Linked DNA regions of Mus musculus: region 2 is linked to region 1. A link is a contact called in public promoter capture Hi-C data. All regions are on one chromosome and are shown on one strand. The core of a region is the stretch at or near the end of the contact, and the rest is flanking DNA. Distances in the headings are between cores, read along the strand shown. Region 1 has its middle 51 kb from the start of Ccdc130. Region 2 holds the start of Mast1 (microtubule associated serine/threonine kinase 1).

Region 1 (5,954 bases), core at 1,369-3,868:
TAAATCTATTTCAGTTAATGAATCTACCAGTTAATAAATCTGTGCCCACTTTCCTGGTATGCCAATCATCATTATAAGTAGCCATTTGCCTCTTATGCAGGGAACTTCCTTTTGACTTAGCATTTCAGCCTGCTGGGGGAACAAGCAGTGGTGTGCTTTCTTCTGTAACTATGTCCAGCTGACATTAGGGCATTGTTGCCAGGACCCGGGAAAGCTGAAAGGTGAGTCAAAGGCTGGGCAGTGGGGCTGTTGTGCCAGAAAGCATCCGTGAACCCCAAAAGACCACCAAGGAGCCATTTCCGATGTAACAGAAATAGGGTCTCTTTATTACAAGCTTGGGCTTGGGCTCTCCTTCAGCCCAACCCTGACACAGCAGGACGAGAAGGTGGAGCAGGCTCAAACCCTCAGTAGGACAAGGTTTTATAGGGAATGGAAGTAAATGGGGGGGGGGTAAGGGTATCCTGGCAAGTATCTAACTGAATGTCTATTGTAAGCCAACAGGCGGGTGCTCTGAAGCAAGATTGTATACAATCACAAATGGTCTGAAAGTACATCTGAAACAATCAGACTAATTTTTGATTAACTGTTGTGAGAAAGTAGCTAGTAAGTAACGCTGGCCAGGGACAAGCCATGGAGTCTTTCCTGATACGTGGATGCAGCTTGGGTTCAGTCCCAAGGTTTGGCCTCTCAGGGCATTTATCAGAAACATCTGATTAGCTGACCCAGTTGAAGAGACAGGAAGCAATCACATCAGCTGGACTGGTTTATATCAGCTTTCAACAAGTCCAGAGTTCACCAGTTTGCAGTCCGCAGATGATTCCTGGATGGTGTCTACAGAGACAAATATAGACAAGAAACGGAAGTTAAAACTTAGGAAATTAAAGGAAAAGCTTATATCTGGAAATTTCAGGCCTATAGTCCTAGTAATTGGGGAAGGGGAGGAGTCTCGGGGCCAGGAGGAGGAGCCCACACTCAGGAACAGACAGGTGTAGAATCTTAGGCTGTAATTATCTGGAGTCCATCTGATCCGTGACAGGTAAATCCAAGTTGTATGACTTCTTTGGCTTCTTGAAGCTTGAGTTTTTAGTTTACAAAAAGAGGTTTAAAAAATTTACATGTATTAACATTAATCTGTACAGAAATCTACTTTTTTTTTTTTTAAGCAGCTAAGAGATGTCTGTAAAACAGCTGGAGTAGACTCGTGCCTCTGAGGCCTAGTAAAAACTACAGCTTAGGGTTAAAAAGCATGAACATTTTTTCTCTGCCCAGAGAGTCAGAAAAAATATATATATTAGATAGAGATGTTTTTAGCTCAATGAAAAGCACCCTTAAGTCTGTACTTAGAAAACAATCAAAGGAGATTTAAAATCTTGAACTTAGTCAGTGCTCTACCAGCTTATCAGAACTTCGTTGATCAATCTTAAAGCTCTGACCCTTTGAAATCTTAGTGTAACAAAAGCATTGAAGAAGGAAAAGAATCTGAAATGTTTCCCATTTTCATATGCCTTTTTATATATTCATCATTTTCTTATACCTTTACAACTTATATTTCTACCTCTTAAATTGTGAATTAGAATGTCCCCCGTCACCAGGACAGCCCATCACAGGGCTAAGGTCACTCATGGAGGCGGGAGGCAGGATGCAGGATGCAGGAAGCTTGATTGTGCGCACCCACGCCTCTCCCAGGGCTTACTTCAGGCTGTGAGAAGCCACAGGGCCCTGTTCCAGGAGGTGGGGAGGCGCAGTCTGAGGTCCCTGTGGACCTGCTGGGATTGGCTTGGGGTCCCCAGGCCTGCACGGAGGCCAAGGACCACAGGTTCTCAGGCTCTAGGACACCGCAAACACTGATAGATGGGGGGGGGGGGAGTGGGGGGGTTTACGGGCAGGCTCTAGCCCGGGACCCAAGGGAAAAGGGGCAGGAGAGAGCTCCAGCTGGGTCCCGCAGGGAGAAGAGTCCTTGTCTTGCTCAACAGCTGGCTTGGCTTGGTGGCTGACCATGTCTGGGAATGCAGAGAGGCCATCCTCAGAAGGTTAGACGTGGCTCTTTAGACAAGGGCCTGATCCATTGCTCCAACACGGTGGATCCCAATGAGAAGAGGCAGTCAATGGTTTTAAGGTGTTTATTGTAGAAAGGCAGAGAGAAAGAGAGAGAGAGAGAGAGAGAGAGAGAGAGAGAGAGAGAGAGAGAGAGAGAGAGAGAGAGAGAGAGAGAGAGACAGAGAGAGAGAGAGAGAGAGAGAGAGAGAGAGACAGAGAGAGAGAGAGAGAGAGAGAGAGAGAGAGAGAGAGAAGTAGAGGCCAGCCATGGCCACGTGGAGAGAGCAGGGAAGGGAATGCAGGGGGGGGAGCAAGAGGAAGCGGGGGTGGGGGGCGGTGGTGGTGCACGCCTTTAATCCCAGCACTTGGGAGGCAAAGGCAGGCGGATTTCTGAGTTCGAGGCCAGCCTGATCTACAGAGTGAGTTCCAGGACAGCCAGGGCTATACAGAGAAACCCTGTCTCCAAGGAAGAAAAAGGGGGTGGGCGCAAGAGAGAGAGGCAAGAGTGAGAGTGAGAGAGGGAGGAGGAGGCAAGCAGCAAGCAGCTCCTTTTATAGTGGGCCCCTATCTGGCTGTTGCCAGGTAACTGTGGGGAGGAGCATACCTGGTTGTCCCCAGGTAACTGTGGGGGTGGAGTCCAGACAGAGTACCAGGGGCTTGGGGCGTTGCCCTATGTGACTCATGGCCACAGACTTATGGAGCTGGGACCTGTGTCAGAAGCCTAGTGTCTGGGAGTGTGGTAACCTTCCTTCCATTCCTTGCAGAGTTTTATCTGCTGGGTCTCCAGGGTTTAAACCTAGCTCAGCCAGAAAAGAGGCTATCTTTCACGGTCCCACATTAAATCATTTTTGAGATGCTAAAAAATTACTTAAGCTTTTATATCCTCAGACATTTATATATTTTATAAGATTTTTCTTAGACCCTTGGAATTGTATGGACTTCAAACCTTTTTTATTTCCATTTAATTAATTTAATAATAATTTAAAATTATTTCATTTAATCATTGCAAGGTATGTTTCTTCAGTGAAAAGTTATACCTAAAAGCTGTGTATACTTTAATATGAAGTGTGTGAGCAAGACAAACTTGTCTGCCTTTTCTTAGTAGCTTCAGATGTGCTGACAAGTTGGCTGCAGTCTTGGAGGAAGGAGCTGTTTGCCTTCTGTCACTGAGCTGTCAAAGCTGCAGATAGCCTAGCCATCGATGCCCAGAGATCCGAGAAGGATAAAGTAAAGCAAGAAGTATAATCCAAATGGCCTCTGTATCACTTACAATGACAAAGACCAGTTCCTAGTCCATTTCCTAGACAGTCTTTCCAGGCTCTTGTGGTCCATGGAGTTGGAGGCAGAGGAACCAGGACAGCATCAGTCTTTGGCCTCCTGTAGACTTGGGGAGATTGACCTCACTTTGTCTAGACAAAATGGGGCCATCAACTCTCCAGTGTCCTTCTTGTCCACAGTTTGGGCTGGGTCCTGGCAGCAGGTGAGACATGGAGGCAGTCTTTCCCAATGGTTAGTGTTACCACAATCCAGATGGAGTCTTTATTGTTGTGCACCATTATCTTCTTGGAGACTTTGTGGTCACTGCTAGGACCCAGGAGTCTCTGTCATAGTGAGTTTAAACATCTTAAATGTCATATTCAGCACACCTCTGACAAGTTTGAGGGCCATTATCTATTAAGTGTATCTGAGTTAAACAACCCTTGATTATTTTTAGATACTTGCTTTAAGATATACCTTAAAAACATATATAGGAGGCTAACTAAAGGTTTTTCCTATAATTAATCACTTTAGTACTGGCATGACTACAAACACAGTTCTGAACATATTAAAGCTTAATCTTTAACAGTTTATAATTTAAAAAATCTGATTTGAAGTTCTTTTTGTGAATACAGTCTATCATAGGGTTTCTATTGCTGTGAAGAGACACCATGACCAAGGCAACTCTTATAAAGGAAAACATTTAATTGGGGCTGGCTTACAGTTTCAGAGATTCAGTCCATTATCATCATGGTGGGAAGCATGAAGCATCTAAGCAGATATGGTGCTGGAGAAGGAACTGTGAAGTGGAAACTTCTGGTTTCTTTGATGTTTTGCTAAAGCAGACACATGAAGGAACGTTTCACTGAAGCAGACACAGGTGAAAGGATGTTTTGCTAAAGCAAACATGTGAAAGGATACATGATGTTAAGGAGTATAAATATAACCCAACAGATGGTGGACAATGCTGATGGTATTGATAAGCCTTGCCATTCCTTACTAGTCATCATTTGCTGTGACTTCATAGAAAGAAATGCACCAAAAAAACCTTCTGGTGGTGTTCTGGCAGCTTCTTGCTGCTTCTGTGAACTCAGGCCTATTGGCAGAGCAAAGTAGAAGTTTCTGGATATGTCAGCTGATATAGACTCTAGTGGAGTTTTGCTAATATAGACTCACATGGTATTTTGCTGAGACAAGACCCAAGAGACAACAGGTGATGTCTGGAGGGAGTATAAATAGGACTCAATGGACAGTGACAGCGTGTTTTGCAACACTTTGTTGTTCTCAAGTCTTGTCTTCACTGATTTTCACCTTGTTGAGAGAGTCATGGCAGAGAACTTCTCCTGGTGTCCCTGCTGCTCCTGGTCATCTCTGATGACTCATGCTGATCCAGCAGAAGCCACTGCTGCTGATTGGTGTTTGCTCTCCTGACACTACTGAAATGGACTGCTGGTATCCTGACAATTGGACACTGAAATCACCCCTAAGGAACACCGTCTAACAGGGTACAGCAGAGCCTCGAAGCTTCTTCTGAATTGACCTGTTGCTGATTCATGAATGGTGTTTGCCAGTGGATGGAGCTGCTACTGCTGATCTGTGTGAACCGAACTGCTGATATCCAGACAATGCAGATTGGATTTGCTCCAAAGAGGTTTACGTCCCCATATCCTAATAACCTTTCTTTTCCACTATCTCTGGTGGTTGGTGGGCTAGAAGGGAGGTTAAAGCATTTGAGAACCATTATTTAAAGTAGGTTTTGAAAAAACCAAAGACTACAGAACTGTGAATTCTACATCTTGTTCCACAGGCAACGAAAAGAGACTGTGTTCCACACTGGTCAGAGCTTGAGCTTGACTTCAAAGCCTGCCCCCATAGTGACACACTTCCTCCAACAAGGCCACATGCATTCTAATAAAGCCACACCTCCTAATAGTGCCACTCCCCACAGGCCAAGCATTCAACCACATGAGTCTATGGGGGCCATGAAACATCTGTATTGGACACCTGGCCTCAGCAACTTTCCTTAGTCACAGGGGGAGATCCCATAAACCTTTTCACTCAATGGCCTCTCTGAGTCTCCATGTAAGGACACCCTTGACACATTCCTGAGCTTAGTGGCTTTTCCTAGTCACAGAGGGAAATTACATCCTTGATTTTAAAGCAAGAACCACGTGGCCAAAGCTGCCAAGTTCTGTTGCTTGCTGGGACTGGAGCATGGTCCCTTGATTAATTACATCTTCACCAGCTTTCTGTTTCAATTCTTTTCTTCACTGCCTAAGTTTGGCTGTCCTGGAACTTGCTCTGTAGACTAGGCTGAGCTCAGAGATCTGCATTCCTTTGTCTTTTGAGTGCTGGGATTAAAGGGTCCTAATGCTGATATTAGAGTGTATTACCACACCTAGATCTAAGCTTTTCTTTAATTCCACTTCACAAAATGGAAGTTTAGCTGGGTGGGATCTTGCTCAGAGATCACCATTCCCTTAATTCCATTTAATATCTTTAATCTCTTTACCTCCTTGTAAAAGATTTTAGCTCCATTCTACTCCTTGGTGCCCCTTTAATCCTTGATCCATACTTTTTTTTTCTTGTTCAGCTTGCAAAAACATTAGTTACCACACAACAGTGTCTATAATAGGCTATTTTGAAATTTCCTTTGCCAA
Region 2 (5,954 bases), core at 2,030-4,529, 620 kb before region 1:
AGTACTGGAAGGAGGGAAACTTGTGGATCTCAAAGGAGGAAGAAGTAAGATACAGTATATACTTGTAATCTCAGCACTAGGCAGGTTGAACCAAGAGGATCCCTTTGGGTTTGAGGCTGGCTGGACTACAAAATTAGTTTCAGGATATCCTTAAATAGTTAGCCTATAAGATCCTCCTGCCTCAGCTCCCTGACTGAACACTAGCATTACAGGCTTGCTGCACCCTTTCCAACAAACAAGATCGTCCTCAAGTGTAGTTGTATAAAGTCAGTAGGAATTATTACCACTGCTGCTATTAAGAAGGACTACTTGGGGCTGGTGAGATGGCTCAGTGGGTAAGAGCACCCGACTGCTCTTCTGAAGGTCAGGAGTTCAAATCCCAGCAACCACATGGTGGCTCACAACCATCCATAACGAGATCTGACTCCCTCTTCTGGAGTGTCTGAGGACAGCTACAGTGTACTTACATATAATAAATGAATAAATCTTTAAAAAAAAAAAAAAAGAAGGACTACTTGGGAGTTAGCGGGTAAGAGTATTCACAACCAGCCTTGAGCACTTGAATCTAACCCTGACGATGCACAGGACAGGAGAGCACCATGTCCACAGCTGCACTTGATCTTCGGGTGGGTGCGTGTTACGGTGCGCACACGAGTACATAAATACATGCAGTGTTTTTCTTTTTCTTTCTTTCTTTTTTAAGATTTGTTTATTTACTGTATGTAAGTACACTGTAGCTATCTTCAGACACATCAGAAGAGGGCATCCGAACTCACTACAGATGGTTGTGAGCCACTATGTGGTTGCTGGGATTTAAACTCAGGACCTCCGGAAGAGCAGTCAGTGCTCTTAACCGCTGAGCTATCTCTTCAGCCCTGTATTTTTCTTTTTTCATTGCTTTTTTTTTGTTTTGTTTGTGGTTTTTGGTTTTGTTTTTTTAATGTAAGACAGGGTTTCTCTGAATAGCCCTGACTGCCCTGGCACTCCATTTGTAGCCCAGGCTGGCCTATCCTAGAACTTAGAGATTCTACTGCTTCTGCGGCCAGACTGCTGAGATTAAAGGCATATGCCATCACATTCAGCCAACATTTTTTTTTTATTATTAAAAAAGCTTTTGGCAGGGCTGGAGTGATAGCTTAGTGATTACGGGCACTGACTACTCTTCGAGAGGATCTGGGTTCAATTCCCAGCACCCACAAAGTGGTTCATGGTTGTCTGTGACTAGGGTTCCAGGGCATCTGACACCCTTACATAGACATGAATATAGACAAAACACTAATGCACACAAAATAAATTTTTAAAAAATTTAAAGTCGGGCAGGGCAGTGGTGGCGCATGCCTTTAATCCCAGCACTTGGGAGACAGAGACAGGCATATTTCTTTTCTTTTCTTTTCCTTTCTTTTCTTTTCTTTTCTTTGTTTGTTTTTTGAGAAAGGGTTTCTCTGTGTAACCCTGGATGTCCTGGAACTCACTTTGTAGACCAGGCTGGCCTCAAACTCAGAAATCTGCCTGCCTCTGCCTCCAATTGCTGTGATTAAAGGCATGCATCACCACGCCTGGCCTTAAGTTTTTGGGTTTTTTGTTTTGTTTGGTTTTGGTTTTGGTTTTGTTGCTTTTTTGTTTAGTTAGGTTTTTTGGACAAGTTCCATCTTATCTACAAGCCTCTATCCTTGAATTTCCCACATGCTCTCTCCACAGATCCTCCCATGGCTGCCCCTTCCTGGTTTTTAAAGATTGATTATTCATGTATTTTATGTATATGAGCACTCTGTCTTCATACACATGAGAAGAAGGAGTCAGATCCAATTACAGATGGTTGTGAGCGGAGATGAGCTGGGAATTAAACACAGGACCCCTGTAAGAGCAGCTAGTGCCCCTAACCGCTGAGCTATATCTCCAACCCTGCTTTCTTTCAAAATTTCTTCTCTCTCTCTCTCCCCCTCTCTCAGTATGTGTGTGTCCATGTGTTCGCATGCATGTGTGTGTCAGCATGAGTGTGGAAGTAAGTAGCTTTCTCTTGGAATGTTGCTTGCCTTACACAATGTGGGTCTTAGGAATATACCTCAAGTCACCAAGCTTCTTGGTCACTAGATCCTCAAGCCAGGCAGTGGTGTCACACGCCTTTAATCCCAGCACTTGGGAGGCAGAGGCAGGTGAATTTCTGAGTTCAAGGCCAGACTGGTCTACAGAGTGAGTTCCAGAACAGCCAGGGTTACACAGAGAAAACTTGTCTCAAAAAACAAAACAAAGAAAGAGAGAGAGAGAGAGAGAGAGAGAGAGAGAGAGAGAGAGAGAGAGAATTTTTCGGTTTAGGGTATAGTTCAATTGGGAGAGCGCACTGCACAAAAGCTTGGCTGATAAACAGGGTGTGGTGGAGGGTGGAACATGCCTGTGACATCAGTGCAGAGAACCTGTAGGCAGAATCAGATGATCAAGGTTACCCCTCAGCTACTCAGCAAGTTCAAAGCCAGCCTGGACTTCCTGAGACCCTGTCCGGAACAAAGGACAATGTTTTACAAACACTGTCGTGGAGGCTCACAGTTGTGATCTGAACATTTGGAAGGTGAGGCAGCACTATCTCAGTTGGAGGGCAGCATGTGTGACGTAATGAGCTCCAAGCCATCCTGAGATATATGAGATTCTGTCTTGTCAAAAAGCCAAGTAAGTAGGGCGGTGGTGGCGCACGCCTTTAATCCCAGCACTTGTGAGGCAGAGGCAGGCGGATTTCTGAGTTCAAGAAGGCCAGTCTGGTCTACAAAGTGAGTTCCAAGACAGCCAGAGCTAGACAGAGAAACCCTGCCTCGAAAAACCAAAAAAAAAAAAAAAAAAAAAAAAAAAAGCCAAGTAAAACTTTATTTGCATGAACTTGTTTTTAGATGCCCAGTTGGGTCTATTTCTTGTGTAATTGAGCCTGTTTTGGTTACTGGGAATCGGGAGAGGAATCAGGAAGGCAAGGGTGACATGGTGATGCTGATGAAGCTCAGGTGAACGGAGAGGCATCGTGGGCAGTGGCCACTGTCCACGCTGACCTTCATCTTTTTTACCCCCTTTTCTTCCAGAAGGATTTACCCCTGCCCCGGAAAAGCAGCAGGTGAGCCTTGGGGGAGAGGTGCATTGGGATGAGGCCCCCAGGTAGGGCATCAGGCGTGCACACGGGCGGGGCCTCGCGCGGCGACACCCCGCAGCGCCCCCTCGCGACTGGCTGCAGCAACAGGGCCCTCCCCTCCCCCGCCTTCCCCTGGCCGCTGCTGCGGCTCCAGCCTCCGCCCAGCACACTCGCTCCCCGCGCTGCCGCTGCCGCTGCCTCTGCTGCTGCTGCCGCCGCACCTGCCACCATGTCGCCGCCGCCGGGTCATGTCTGACTCTCTCTGGACCGCGCTTTCCAATTTCTCGATGCCCTCCTTCCCCGGCGGCAGCATGTTTCGCCGCACCAAGAGGTAGACCCCCAACCCCTAGACCCTGTCCGGGACCTCCGGGTGAAGCCACCCTGCCGGCTGCTGCGGCAGGGCGGGGCCGGGATGCTGCTAGCTGTCCAGCTGCGCCAGAGGTGTCCGCGCTGTGCCCTCCCGCAGGGGATGGGGTTAAACGCGGACAGTGCGGGGCGTGCTGCGGGGGGAGACTGAAAAGGCCTGAGATGGGGAAAGGGGTCGTGCCTGCGGGGGGTTGCAGCGCCTTTGTTTGCAGACGCTGTGGGCTCAGGCGGCCTGGTGGGGGTAGGGGAATGCGGGGAGGGGGGCCTTGGCACCCTCAGAACAATAGCCGCAGCTTGGTTCCCCCCCGCCCCCATCTGCGTGCTCTTGGACAAGCTAATATGCTCAGTCACTGCGGCTGAGAGCGAGGGGGCTAGAGCGAGTGGGGGCTCTTCTTACCCAGCTGCTAGGCAGAGGAAGGGGGGGTCTTTATCACTGCAAGAAGCCTCCCAACTCGAACACATCCTCACACTGAAAATAGTGACACAGCGTCACACAGAACATGACCACACACATACAACCCTAGTGACTCCCATACACTGGGAGGCACCGCATATACTCAGCCACAGGTCAAAGCCATGCACAAATAGGGTCACCTCCCGTGTCACACACAGACACACACGCGCACACACACATCGTGTTCTCCTAGTAAAATGTCACACGCATGACTACCCACCAAAACAACGTTCCCATCCAAGATACATAGATCCAATTTCAGAATGAGACAACCATACGCCTAACAACATCACAGCATCTGTGTCACATTGACACCAAGATAAACAGACATAGGGACTCCTGCAAAAGCAGGGACACACAATCACATAGCAGATACCCGTGTGGTACATGGCTGCATGCTTGGATGCACCCGTTGTCACAGGGTGTTAAATCCACACACAGTAGATGTTGAACACACACAGCCAGCATCTCTCATGCTGATAACCCCAACTGACATCGGCACATCTGCAGCTTTCTGCCTTCATGCACCATGCTGGAGTTACACAGTCATGAACAAGCTGTGTTTCCCACTGCATCACCCACACAGAAGGATGTACCATCACACAGAGAACATACATGACACACTAGTGTCATTCAGTGTAGATCTCATACAGTGGATGCCGCATGTGAATGCTATGGGCAGACTCAAGGACACAGACATTCAGGGTCACCAGTGGTATCACCGTTGACTATCAGGCTATAGCTGACACAAACCTCACAGAGCTGCACAGGAGTCACACTCTACCCTCGATGTAGCACATACTGGCTGCTGCTTGGAAGAGAATTGAGGACCTGAAATGGAAGAGTGGCCGCATAGGCTCACACTCAAAGCTCTGGGGTCTCTGTTGACACCCGCTCTCCTTCCCTGGCAGTTGCCGTACCAGCAACCGGAAAAGCCTCATCCTGACAAGCACTTCTCCGACTCTACCGCGACCCCACTCCCCGCTGCCGGGCCACTTAGGTGAGATAAGGATGCAGCTGGGGTCAGTGTGGATGTAGACCATGGGAGGCGGGGCCACAGCAGGGGCGTGGCCATTTCTGTATGGGCATGGCCACTCTGGATTGATGGTGGGGGTGCACTCAGTTTAGAGGATGCTGATTGAACAAGGGTAGAGGCAGAAAGGAGGAACCGTAGCTGAAAGTCGGAGCCCTCTTAGAGGAGGCCAAACGGGCACCAAGGTGAGTTCAGTGACTCGAGATCCTTCTCAAAAAAAATGTTTAGAGAGGCAGGGCCACTGCAAAAGGGGCGTAGCCTACTCTACATGCTCGGGCCTACATTAGAAGAGCGAGCTGTCCCTGGCAACCTATTTTGGTGATCAGATCTTAAATCCCTCCATTATCCTGCAGGTAGCAGTCCTTTGGACAGCCCCCGCAACTTCTCTCCCAACACTCCCGCCCACTTCTCGTTTGCTTCTTCCCGAAGGTGAGTCCCTCCCCTGAGGGCCCCAGAACTCGGTGCGATTCTCCCCATCCACCGTCTGGGCCGCCATCTGTTCTTGTCCTAATTGCACCCGAGTAGCCTCTGGGGACCAGTGGAAAGGCCTCAATGTCCTAGCTCGAAAAGCTACTAGAATTCAAGGTGGAGCCTATAAAAAGGTGGAGCCAATCACTGGTGTAGAATGGAGAGGAGCTGTAAGTGGAGGGAAACTGCTTCTGCTCTGGGGCCCCAGAGTCGGCCTCCTCCTAGCCTCGTGCGCTTGGCCGAGCGTTTCCATAGCAACAGAACAGGGCTGTCAAGATGAGGTGCGCAAGCGCACACTGCACCGAGCCCATCAAGGGCCTCAGTCCCTCCATACTGGGAAAGTGGCTAGGACATTTTTCTCAACCTTTCCAAAGGCAAGATATTGCGTTTGCCCCCAAGGTTTTTGGTGGAATTAAATGAATCTTCTTGGGGAACATAATGAAAAGTCGGGAGGGGCAGAGAGTTCCTGCTTTCTGTGGAGAAACTTTAAAAGATTCATTGAGATCTTTGGAGCATGAGAATCGATG

The links. Promoter capture Hi-C pulls out the DNA fragments that hold promoters and counts their contacts.
Region 2: a contact with region 1 is called in a promoter capture Hi-C map of stem cell-derived epiblast-like cells, with 2.0 times the contacts expected there. The contact joins the promoter of Mast1 here to the enhancer-like site in region 1. A contact is called at or near these places in 6 of 39 promoter capture datasets (the HPC-7 cell line, HPC-7-derived erythroid cells, the SN4741 cell line and 3 more).

Annotation. Positions count from the first base shown.
Region 1 is chr8:84,318,770-84,324,723 of GRCm38.p6, reverse strand. No RefSeq gene overlaps it. Among named protein-coding and RNA genes, the nearest start is that of Ccdc130, 51 kb to the right of the region's middle. Within about 2 kb of position 2,618, at least 12 of the 459 cell types and tissues checked have an H3K27ac peak or open chromatin away from gene starts, as enhancers often do. A contact at or near this core is called in stem cell-derived epiblast-like cells, where this site is marked.
Region 2 is chr8:84,934,678-84,940,631 of GRCm38.p6, reverse strand. Mast1 (microtubule associated serine/threonine kinase 1) reads left to right here and starts at 3,279. Exons shown (of 26, transcript NM_019945.2): 1 at 3,279-3,437; 2 at 4,838-4,926; 3 at 5,313-5,388. The coding sequence starts at 3,355.